2 separate regions of the Mus musculus genome follow, and region 1 is linked to region 2. The links are chromatin contacts, called in public HiChIP or PLAC-seq maps. All regions are on one chromosome and are shown on one strand. The core of a region is the stretch at or near the end of the contact, and the rest is flanking DNA. Distances in the headings are between cores, read along the strand shown.

What was found. HiChIP or PLAC-seq counts read pairs in DNA pulled down with a chosen protein or histone mark.
Region 1: an H3K27ac HiChIP or PLAC-seq map of embryonic stem cells shows a contact between it and region 2, with 7 read pairs. The contact joins the enhancer-like site here to the promoter of Zfp72 in region 2. A contact is called at or near these places in 1 of 39 promoter capture datasets (hematopoietic stem and progenitor cells), 7 of 484 Hi-C or Micro-C datasets (the STO cell line, embryonic limb bud, embryonic stem cells and 3 more), 6 of 115 datasets of contacts at active chromatin or transcription factors (the SCID.adh cell line, embryonic stem cells and stem cell-derived neural progenitor cells) and 3 of 9 other capture datasets (adipose tissue, liver and pancreatic islet).

What each region holds. Positions count from the first base shown.
Region 1 is chr13:74,428,091-74,432,760 of GRCm38.p6, reverse strand. It overlaps LOC115488130 (zinc finger protein 120-like), which reads left to right. Exons shown (of 2, transcript XM_030247499.1): 2 at 1-503. E430024I08Rik (a long non-coding RNA gene) reads left to right here. Exons shown (of 8, transcript XR_003950546.1): 8 at 1-537. Among named protein-coding and RNA genes, the nearest start is that of Gm41004, 14 kb to the right of the region's middle. Within about 2 kb of position 1,925, at least 2 of the 459 cell types and tissues checked have an H3K27ac peak or open chromatin away from gene starts, as enhancers often do. A contact at or near this core is called in embryonic stem cells, where this site is marked.
Region 2 is chr13:74,389,023-74,393,760 of GRCm38.p6, reverse strand. It overlaps Zfp72 (zinc finger protein 72), which reads left to right and starts at 2,932. Exons shown (of 5, transcript NM_001374038.1): 1 at 2,932-3,097.

The DNA.
Region 1 (4,670 bases), core at 676-3,175, 40 kb before region 2:
TCCCAGCACTTGGGAGGAAGATGCAGGTGGACTTCTGAGTTCTCGGCCAGCCTGGTCTACTGAGTGAGTTCCAGGACAGCCTGGGCTATATAGAGAAACCCTGTCTCAAACAACCAAAAACAAAAACAAAAAACAAACCAACAAACAAAAGAATATGTACTGGAGAGAAACCTTTTGAATGTACTTACTATCGTTAAGGTTCTTCCTATGGTTAAGAAGGAATGACTTTGACAGATACAGTTCTCATTCTGTGTCTTTAGAACCTGAGCATCACACAGGAGTTCATGACAAGCTCATCTTTGGACCCTGTCTACATGTGTTAAATCAGAAGTTTTGCTCTTTGCAATGTGAAATCTGTATCATGCAGGAAACAAGCCCAGGTCACTTTATTATCTTGTATTAGTTCTCACGACTTTGCATTGAGGAATTACATTTTCCTGCTTACTTAATTCCAAAGGAGTTGTCTTGCTTCTCTTTAATGAAAACTAAACTCTGTTAAACAACTATATAAAAAATAAAAATACATATGTAACTTTATACAATATTGCTACATTAATTTTATATGAAACATATACAAAGTGATACATAAAAATGTTAAATGTCTAAATCCATTCTCCAAAGCAAAAATAAAAGGGTCACCATCTAAGTAAGCTTGGTTATTTGATAAGAAGAAAATGAAAATGAGTCACCTGTCATCCATTGCTATTGTCTTCGTTCATTGAGCTCAGTGGCCTCCTGAAGCACCCAGCTTGTCATCTACTAATGAGAAGTTAGGTTATTTTATATTTTATGCCACCATGAATCTAACTGTAACAAGCATGAGAATTCTGATTCTTCTTAAAAATTAATTTCAGGGGCTGGTGAGATGGCTCAGTGGGTAAGAGTACCCAACTGCTCTTCCAAAGGTCCGGAGTTCAAATCCCAGCAACCACATGGTGGCTCACAACCATCCGTAACAAGATCTGACGCCCTCTTCTGGTGTGTCGTGTCTGAAGGCAGCTACAGTGTACTTACATATAATAAATAAATAAATCTTTTTAAAAAATTAATTTCAAGTGCATGGAAAATGTATGGAGGTGATTTCTGGAATTCCTGGCAATTTTGTCATTTTATGAGAATTCTGTATACTGTAGACACATATAAACACGGTAGAATAAGAATGTATAGAGAACATGGTTTCCTGGTTTTGTTGTAGGTAATGATGTTGTATGGATACAGGTAATATGTCCAAATGCATCAGATACATACACTATTTACATGCCATTTACCTCAAGTATAACCATACAACACTGTTTCAACTAATTTTAGTTGATATCTGTTGTGGATAGCCCTGGTGTTGCTTGTATTTTGATGCTAATTCCGTTCTTCTGGGAGGAGGTGTGAACAAGCAAGGAATTACTCTCAGGTGACTTCTTGTGAACCTTCTCCCTTAATTTGTAAAATAAAAGCTAGAGCCAGTGACTGGGCAGGAGAAGGGAAGGTAGAGCTGTAAGGTTGAGAGAGAAGGAGGAGAAGAGAGGGCAATGGAGGAGCGGGTGGAAGGAAAGTGGAGCCGAAGCATGTGGCTCGGAGAAACTGCAAGGTAGAAGGGATCTCATAGATGGGGAAGATGGTAGTGTAGTGGTAGATGTGCCCAATATAGGCATGCAGCTTGTATTCATATTAATTGAGTTGTGTTTTCTTCATCCGGGCTTATTTGGGTTAGAGATTTACCGCAACAAAATAGTGCCCAACATATTGATTAGAACTCAACTCACCGGAGATAAAAGACCACTGCCCCTCAACCTCAAATATGGCTTGGGCAGTGATCTAGGCTGCAGCAGTGTTTATTGAAAGCCGACTGGGTTTGAGGGGCCTACAGAGAACAGCCAGGGGCAGCACCCCAGCCTGAAGCTGGGCTTGAGCAGTGCTGTGTAAGAATTGCAAGGAGGGACAGGTGACGCTGGAACACAACTGCCTGAGAGGTAGTTTTCAGGCAGACACAGTGAACTGATCTGGGCATCTGCCCAGGAGAGTCTTTTCTGTGTTCGCTTCCCTGTACCTCCACCCCCCAAGCCCCACTCCATATCTAGGACAGCCAGACTGGATCTCCAGACTGCTTGCTTGCACTGTGGGTTGCCTGAGATCAGCACACAAGCACACACTGCCAGCTGCAACCCAAACAGGGACACAGAAGATGCGGGTCTTTCTACACTCAGCCCCTCCTTGTAAATACAAGAATCAGGATACAAAGGTACAAAGGGCTCTGGACAAGGGAATAAATTGATACTTAAAGATGAGAAACATGGGCTGGAGAGAATGCTCAGCGGTTAAGAGCACTGACTGCTCTTCCAAAGGTCCTGAGTTCAAATCCCAACAACCATCCATAATGAGATCTGATGGCCTCTTCTGCTATGCCTGAAGACAGCTACCATATACTTAGATATAATAAATAAATCCTTAAAAAAAAGACAATAAATATCTTTTGGGCTTTTCGTAATGATATTTTGAATGGTTTGACAGGGATGGATTTAAAGGAAATACAGACCTTATTATTTACTGGTATTGCCATATTCTCTTAATTTACTATGTCTTCTAAAAAACAGAACCTTAGAAAAAAATTCCTTGTCTTAGAAAAGAGATTACAAGTAACACTACAACTAAAGATTGAGGATTTTATTGGGCAAAAGAAACAAAGTCTAGTGAATAATTTACTAAAGCTAGCAAATCAAAATAAGGCAGATGCTGCAATATTAGAATTACAACATAAAGAGAAGCAGGGCTTAGAACAGAAGACACAGGAATTATAGAACAGCATGAACAACAGAAAGAGAAGCTTAAGACGTGGCAATGTGGCCTAGAGGAAACACTAGAATTGAAGACACAGGAAATTGTAGATCAGAATAAGAGACAGAAACATGAAAATGAAGGTGGGAGACTAGAGGTGGAAAATATGCTAGAAGCAAGGATGCAGCAGCGCACAAATCAGACTGAGCAGCAGAGAGAAAATAATGATTGGGAGCAAGACTTGGAGAATAAACCTTTTAAAATGAATCAATCAAAACAAAATGGACAGCAGACTATCAGAATTGCAATATAAAGAAAAAGTCAAAATGTGGAGGCAGAACCTTCAACAGAGAACACAGGAACTCAAGGAACAGGAAGAGCAACAACAGAAGAGATAAGAAGCGTGGACACAGACATTAAGGGGGGAATTTAAAATTTCAATTAAGGAAAATACTCAGTTTAGAGACAGAAGATAAAATTAGAGAAAGCCAAACAAAGGTTATTAGAAAACAAACTTTAGTCTATCTGGTTAATATACAACAAGGACCAAACAGATGATGATTATCTACAGGGCTATTAGGAATTTGAATGGCAACCCGTGGATATGTTAGAACTGAAAAAATTGAAGGAAAATATCAATAATTTTGGAGTGCATTTGCCATTTGTAAAACAAATCCTGACTTCTTAGGCTGTTAAAAGTAGGATAATCCTCCAAGACTGGAAAGATATGGCAAGAGACATATTAGAACCTGCTACAAATTTACAGTGGTGCACATGATGGAGAGACGTGGTGAGGGAGATAATACGACAAACTAGAACCAGGGGTAGAGAGATTTCCACAGACCAACTGCTCTGAGATAGAGGTACAGGTTGTATATGATGAAGAAACTCTGGCATTGTGTTGATTGTCAGCCTTAAAGAACTGGAACAGTGTCGCAGAATCAGGGAAGAGTTGAACCATTAAGTCATACAAGGTCCAAAAGAAATCTTCCCTGATTTTTTTTTTTTTTTTACAAAGGCTAACATCAGCTGTGAAAAGGAGTATATCAGATTCAGCAGCAAGAAAGGCAATAATTGTGCTTTAACCTTTGAAAATGTAAATGCTAAATGCAGGGAAATAATCAGACCACTGCAGGCAAGGTCAGTATCTATACATGAGTGGATTAGATATACAGCTGATGTTGGATCTTGTTCACCTGATATGACTGTAATAGGAGAAGCTACCACTAGACACCTAGAAATGACCCAAGATTTCAAATGTTTAAATGTGGTGAGTGCACATGGTGGACTGAAATTAATAGAGGAGAAAGTAGGGAAAAGCCTCGAAGATATGGGCACAGGGGAAAAATTCCTAAACAGAACAGCAATGGCTTGTGCTGTAAGATCAAGAATGGACAAATGGGACCTCATAAAATTGCAAAGCTTCTGAAAGGCAAAAGACACTGTCAATAAGGCCACCAACAGATTGGGAAAGGATCTTTACCAATCCTAAATCTGATAGGGGACTAATATCCAATATATACAAAAAGCTCAAGAAGCTGGACTCCAGAAATTCAAATAACCCCATTAAAAATGGGGTTCAGAGCTAAACAAAGAATTCTCAACTGAGGAATACCAAATGGCTGAGAAGCACCTGAAAAAAAATGTTCAACATCCTTAATCATCAGGGAAATGCAAATCAAAACAACCTTGAGATTCCACCCCACACCAGTCATAATGGCTAAAATCAAAAATTCAGGTGACAGCAGATGCTGGTGAGGATGTGGAAAAAGAGGAACACTCCTCCACTGCTGGTGGGATTGCAAGCTTGTACAACCACTCTGGAAGTCAGTCTGGAGGTTCCTCAGAAAATTGGACATAATACTACCAGAAGATCCAGCAATACCTCTCCTTGGCATATACCC
Region 2 (4,738 bases), core at 1,683-4,182:
TCAAGTGACAGTTGGTATGTAGAAGATGCAAATTGATCCATTCTTAGCTCCTTGTACAAAGCTCAAGTCCAGGTGGATCAAGGGCCTCCACATAAAACCAGATACACTGAATCTAATAGAAGAGAAAGTGGGAAAGAGCCTTGAACACATCAGCACAGTGGAAAAATTCCTGAACAGAACACCAATGGCTCAGGCCCTAAGATAAACTATAGACAAATGGGAACTCATAAAATTAAAAAGCTTCTGTAAGGCAAAGGACACTCAATAGGACAAAAGGGCAACCTATAGATTGGGAAAAGATCTTTACCAACCCTTCATCCGATAGAGAGCTAACATCCAATATATACAAAGAACTCAAGAAGTCAGACTCCAGAGAACCAAATAGCCCTATTAAAAAATGGGGTACAAATCTAAACAAAAATTCTCAGCTGAGGAATCTCGAATGGCTGAGAAGCACCTTTAAAAAATGTTCCACAGCCAGGCATGGTAGCCCACGCCTTTAATCCCAGCACTTGGGAGGCAGAGGCAGGTGGATTTCTGAGTTCGAGGCCAGCCTGGTCTACAAAGTGAGTTTCAAGACAGCCAGGGCTACACAGAGAAACCCTGTCTCGAACCCCCCCCCCCCCCAAAAAGTTCAACATCCTTAGTCATCAGGGAAATGCAAATCAAAACTACCCTGAGATTCTACCTCACACCAGTCCAAATGGCTAAGATCAAAAACTGAGGTGACAGCAGATGCTGGTGAGGATGTGGAGAAAGAGGAACATTCCATTGCTGGTGAGATCACAAGCTGGTACAGCCACTCTGGAAATCAGTCTGGTGGTTCCCCAGAAAATTGGAAATAGTTTTACCTTAGGACCCAACTAAACCACTCTTGGGAATATCCCAAAAGATTCTCCAACATATAACAAGGACACATGCTCCACTATGTCCATAGCAGCCTTATTTATAATATCCAGAAGGTGGAAACAACCCAGATGTCTCTCAACAGAGGGATGGATACAGAAAATGTGGTACATTTATACAATAGAGTACTACTCATCTGTTAAAAACAATAACTTCATGAAATTCTTAGGCACATGTATGGAACTACAAAATATCTTCCTGAGTGAGGTAACCCAGTCACAAAAGAACACATATGGTATGTACTCACTGATAAGTGGATGTTATCCAAAAAGCTCAGAATACCCATGATACTACTCACAGACCACATGAAGCCCAAGAAGAAGGAAGACCAAAGTATGGATGCTTCAGTCCTACTTAGAAGAGGAAACAAAATAATCACTAATCAAGGGAGAGGGAAGGAGGGAGCTGGAAGGGAGAGAGGAGGGGGAGGGAAAGTGGGGGCAGAATCACTGTGGGAGGAGATGGGGGGAAGAAGTGAAGAGGGTCAAGAATTTGAACTGAGGTGTGTATCACTGGGAGATGGGGAACTGGGGTAGCTGTTAGACAGTCCCAGATCCTAGGGATGCAAGATGTTCCCAAGACCCAACAGTGATGACATTAGCTGAAATACCCCAAAAAGAGGAGATAGAACCTATAGATTCCATATCCAGTAGTTAGTGTAGGTCCCCAGTTGAGGGATGGTGCTATACACCCATTTCAAAAATATTAACACAGAATTGCTCCTGTCTAAAGGAAATGAGGGACAAAGAGTGGAGCAGAGACTGAAGGAAAGGCCATCCAGAAACTCCTCCACCTAGGTATCCATCCCATTTACAGACACCAAACCCAGACACCATTGCAGATGCCAAGAAGAGCTTGCTGACAAGAGCCTGGTATAGCAGTCCCCTGAGAGGCCCTGCCAAAGTCTGACCAATACAGATGGGGATGCCTGCAGCCAAATATCTGACTGAACACAGGGACCCCAATGAAGGAGTTGGAGGAAGTACTGAAGGAGCTGAAGGGGTTTGCAACCCCATAGGAAGAACAACAATATCAACCAAGCAGACCTGCCAGAGCTCCCAGGGGCTAATCCACCTATCAATGAGTACATATATAGGGACCCATGGCTCCAAGTTCCATATGTAGCTTATCAGGCATCAATTGGAGGAGAGGCCGTTGGTCCTGTGGAAGATCGATGTCTAAGCATAGGGGAATGCTAGGGTGGCTGGGTGGGCGAGCACCCTCATGGAAGCAATGGGGGATGGGATAGGGGGTTTGCGGAGTGGAAACTGGGTGGTGGGGATAACATTTGAAATGTAAATAACAACAGGAACAAAAAAATCTCAGAAAAAGGAAGCAACTTTTTTCCTAGTGAACCACTGAGGACGATAGCCTTAATGTGGGTCTTCTTTCTCCTTGGGTGGTTGTTAGCCACCAGTGAAGACAAAAGGAGTAAACCATGGCAGACAGGCTAGAGATGGTTGTATTATAGAATGATCTCCTGAGACCAGTGAAGTGTGTCAGGTCAACTTCATTGTTTCACCAATAGGGTATAAAAGGGAATTTAGGGGTCAGGTGGAAAGGGTTAATTGGTCATACTACTATACCTAATTATCGTGTGGGCAGGAAGCCAGAGTGGGACTTTGGTTTATTGTTTGTTTAGTAAGTATCTTCAAGAAAAATCTAGATGATTATGTTAATTTTCCATGCTACAATAAGCATCTATAAGTAGGCATATGGTTTTAAGCTACAATAACCAGAAATAGTAGGTAAAATGAATAAATAAGAAAGGGTTTAATCACATTCAGACATCTCAATGAATTCATTTTGTAGTTCTACAAATTAAAAAAGAACATGATATTTATCTGTAGTTACTCAGTGCTTGGTGACTGGTTGCTTTAATGACATCCTCAATCTCAGAAAGCAGAGCTAAAAAACCAGGAAATACTCAAATCCTTTCATGAGTTTCTAAAATTTCCTCTCACAGACTTGTGGGAAATGTAGTCTCGCATGGTGTGACGTCACAAGCAAGGGCCCTGGAAACGCAGCTTTGGCATTCCTTGTGTGCACCTAGGTCGCAAGGATATTCCCTAGAGTTCGGTCCTGTGGATGTACCGTTCGCTAGTCTACAAACTTGGGTTTGGATTATTTGATCTTGAAGGTAGCTCCCAGCGAGGAGAGAGGAGTCCTACAAGCCGGAGGCATTCTGCAGGTTGGACAGGGAGGGAGACGTGGGTGGATCTAAATCAGATAGAACTTGTTCTGAAGGTTTTTGCGACCTAGGCTGGGTTACCGGGTCAGGATGGAGAGAGGATGGTTGAAACAGTTCTTTCAATGTTCACTCTATTACAATGTAGTGTGCTGCCAGTTGTCTTCCATGTGCTTTTAAGATGGCTCGGGTAGAGTCCGGGATTGCCCCACCCCTACCTCTCAAATCATTCATGGGGCTCTGTTAGCTGACCACCTGATCTTGGGAGGTGTATAAAGGTTTGCTATTGAAAGATCGTGTTACCAGCTTAATGAGACTTACATGACTGTTGTGGGATTTTTGTCATATTTAACCAAGTGTGGTCTCTAGCCCGCCTAGTACTCTTTAACAGTTTATAAAAAACAGTTTCGGGGCGGGGGGCAGAGTTCTGTGGGGGAAGTTGATATATTGGAAAGTCATTCCGTTTTCTGTGGAATAAATCATTACAGATTTTAAAAGGGACCCCTTGGAGGTTAAATAACCTGACATGAACCTTCAAAGCAACACTTCCATATAGAGATAAAAATCCCAGAGAGAGGACCATCTTAGATTTGCTTAGTCCAGTCAATCGTTGATGGCTCAGAGATTAAGAGCACTGACTGTTCTTCCAGAGGTCCCGAGTTCAATTCCCACCAACCACATGGTGGCTCACAACCATCTGTAATGGGATATGACGCCCTCTTCTGGTGTGTCTGAAGATAGCTACAGTACTCCTATAAATAAAATAAATCTTTTTTTTTTTTTTTAAAGGTCCTACGCTCTAGAGTTAAAACAAATACCTATCAGGGGCTGTGTGGTGTTGGAAGCTTTGGAGCGGTTTTCAGGAGAGTTGTGTTGTGCATAATCTTAGGGATTATTTACTAAAGTTCAAGAGGAGACTAAGGAGGGCACAGGCGCATCACCTGACATACCTGATAAACCCGGTCTATACTATCTATACTCAATTTCTTTTCTTCCATCTATCCACGTTATCTACAGAGTCTAAGCTCTCACTCTATCACTTCATGTGGCATCTAATGCACTGATGCTCCGTGTGCATGACAGTTCTTCCTGGGAAGATGTGCCAATATATTTATACTTTGTCTGAAAGGTGAAAAATCGATTCAAAGAGATCTGACTTGCTCAGGGCCTCAAGATTTGTAGATACTAAACTCCTAATGTCTTGTTCTGGTTTTTACTATTTTGCCACTTTTAATTAAGTCACACCATGTTCATTTGTTATGAGCGTTTTTTATAGCATTAAACTCTGCTTAGAACACGTATGTGCTTTTAACCACCTTATCTTAAATACCAATATTTTTGTGGATTATATAAACTTTATAAGAAAAATAACCAGACAGTTCTCATTGGCTTCTCTGATACTCAGAAAAATAATAATAGTCTATGAAACATTATTTAAAATAGAGAAAATATATTGCCTGATGCATATGCAGAAAACTGTTTTCTTAAAATCTATTACAGTAACATATTAAGTTAAAAACACATTTTATGTTTTTTATTTTTTTATTAGATATTTTCTTCATTTACATTTCAAATGCTATCCCAAAAGTCCCCTGTACGCTCCCTCCGCCCTGCTCCCCTACCTACTCACTCCCACTTCTTGGC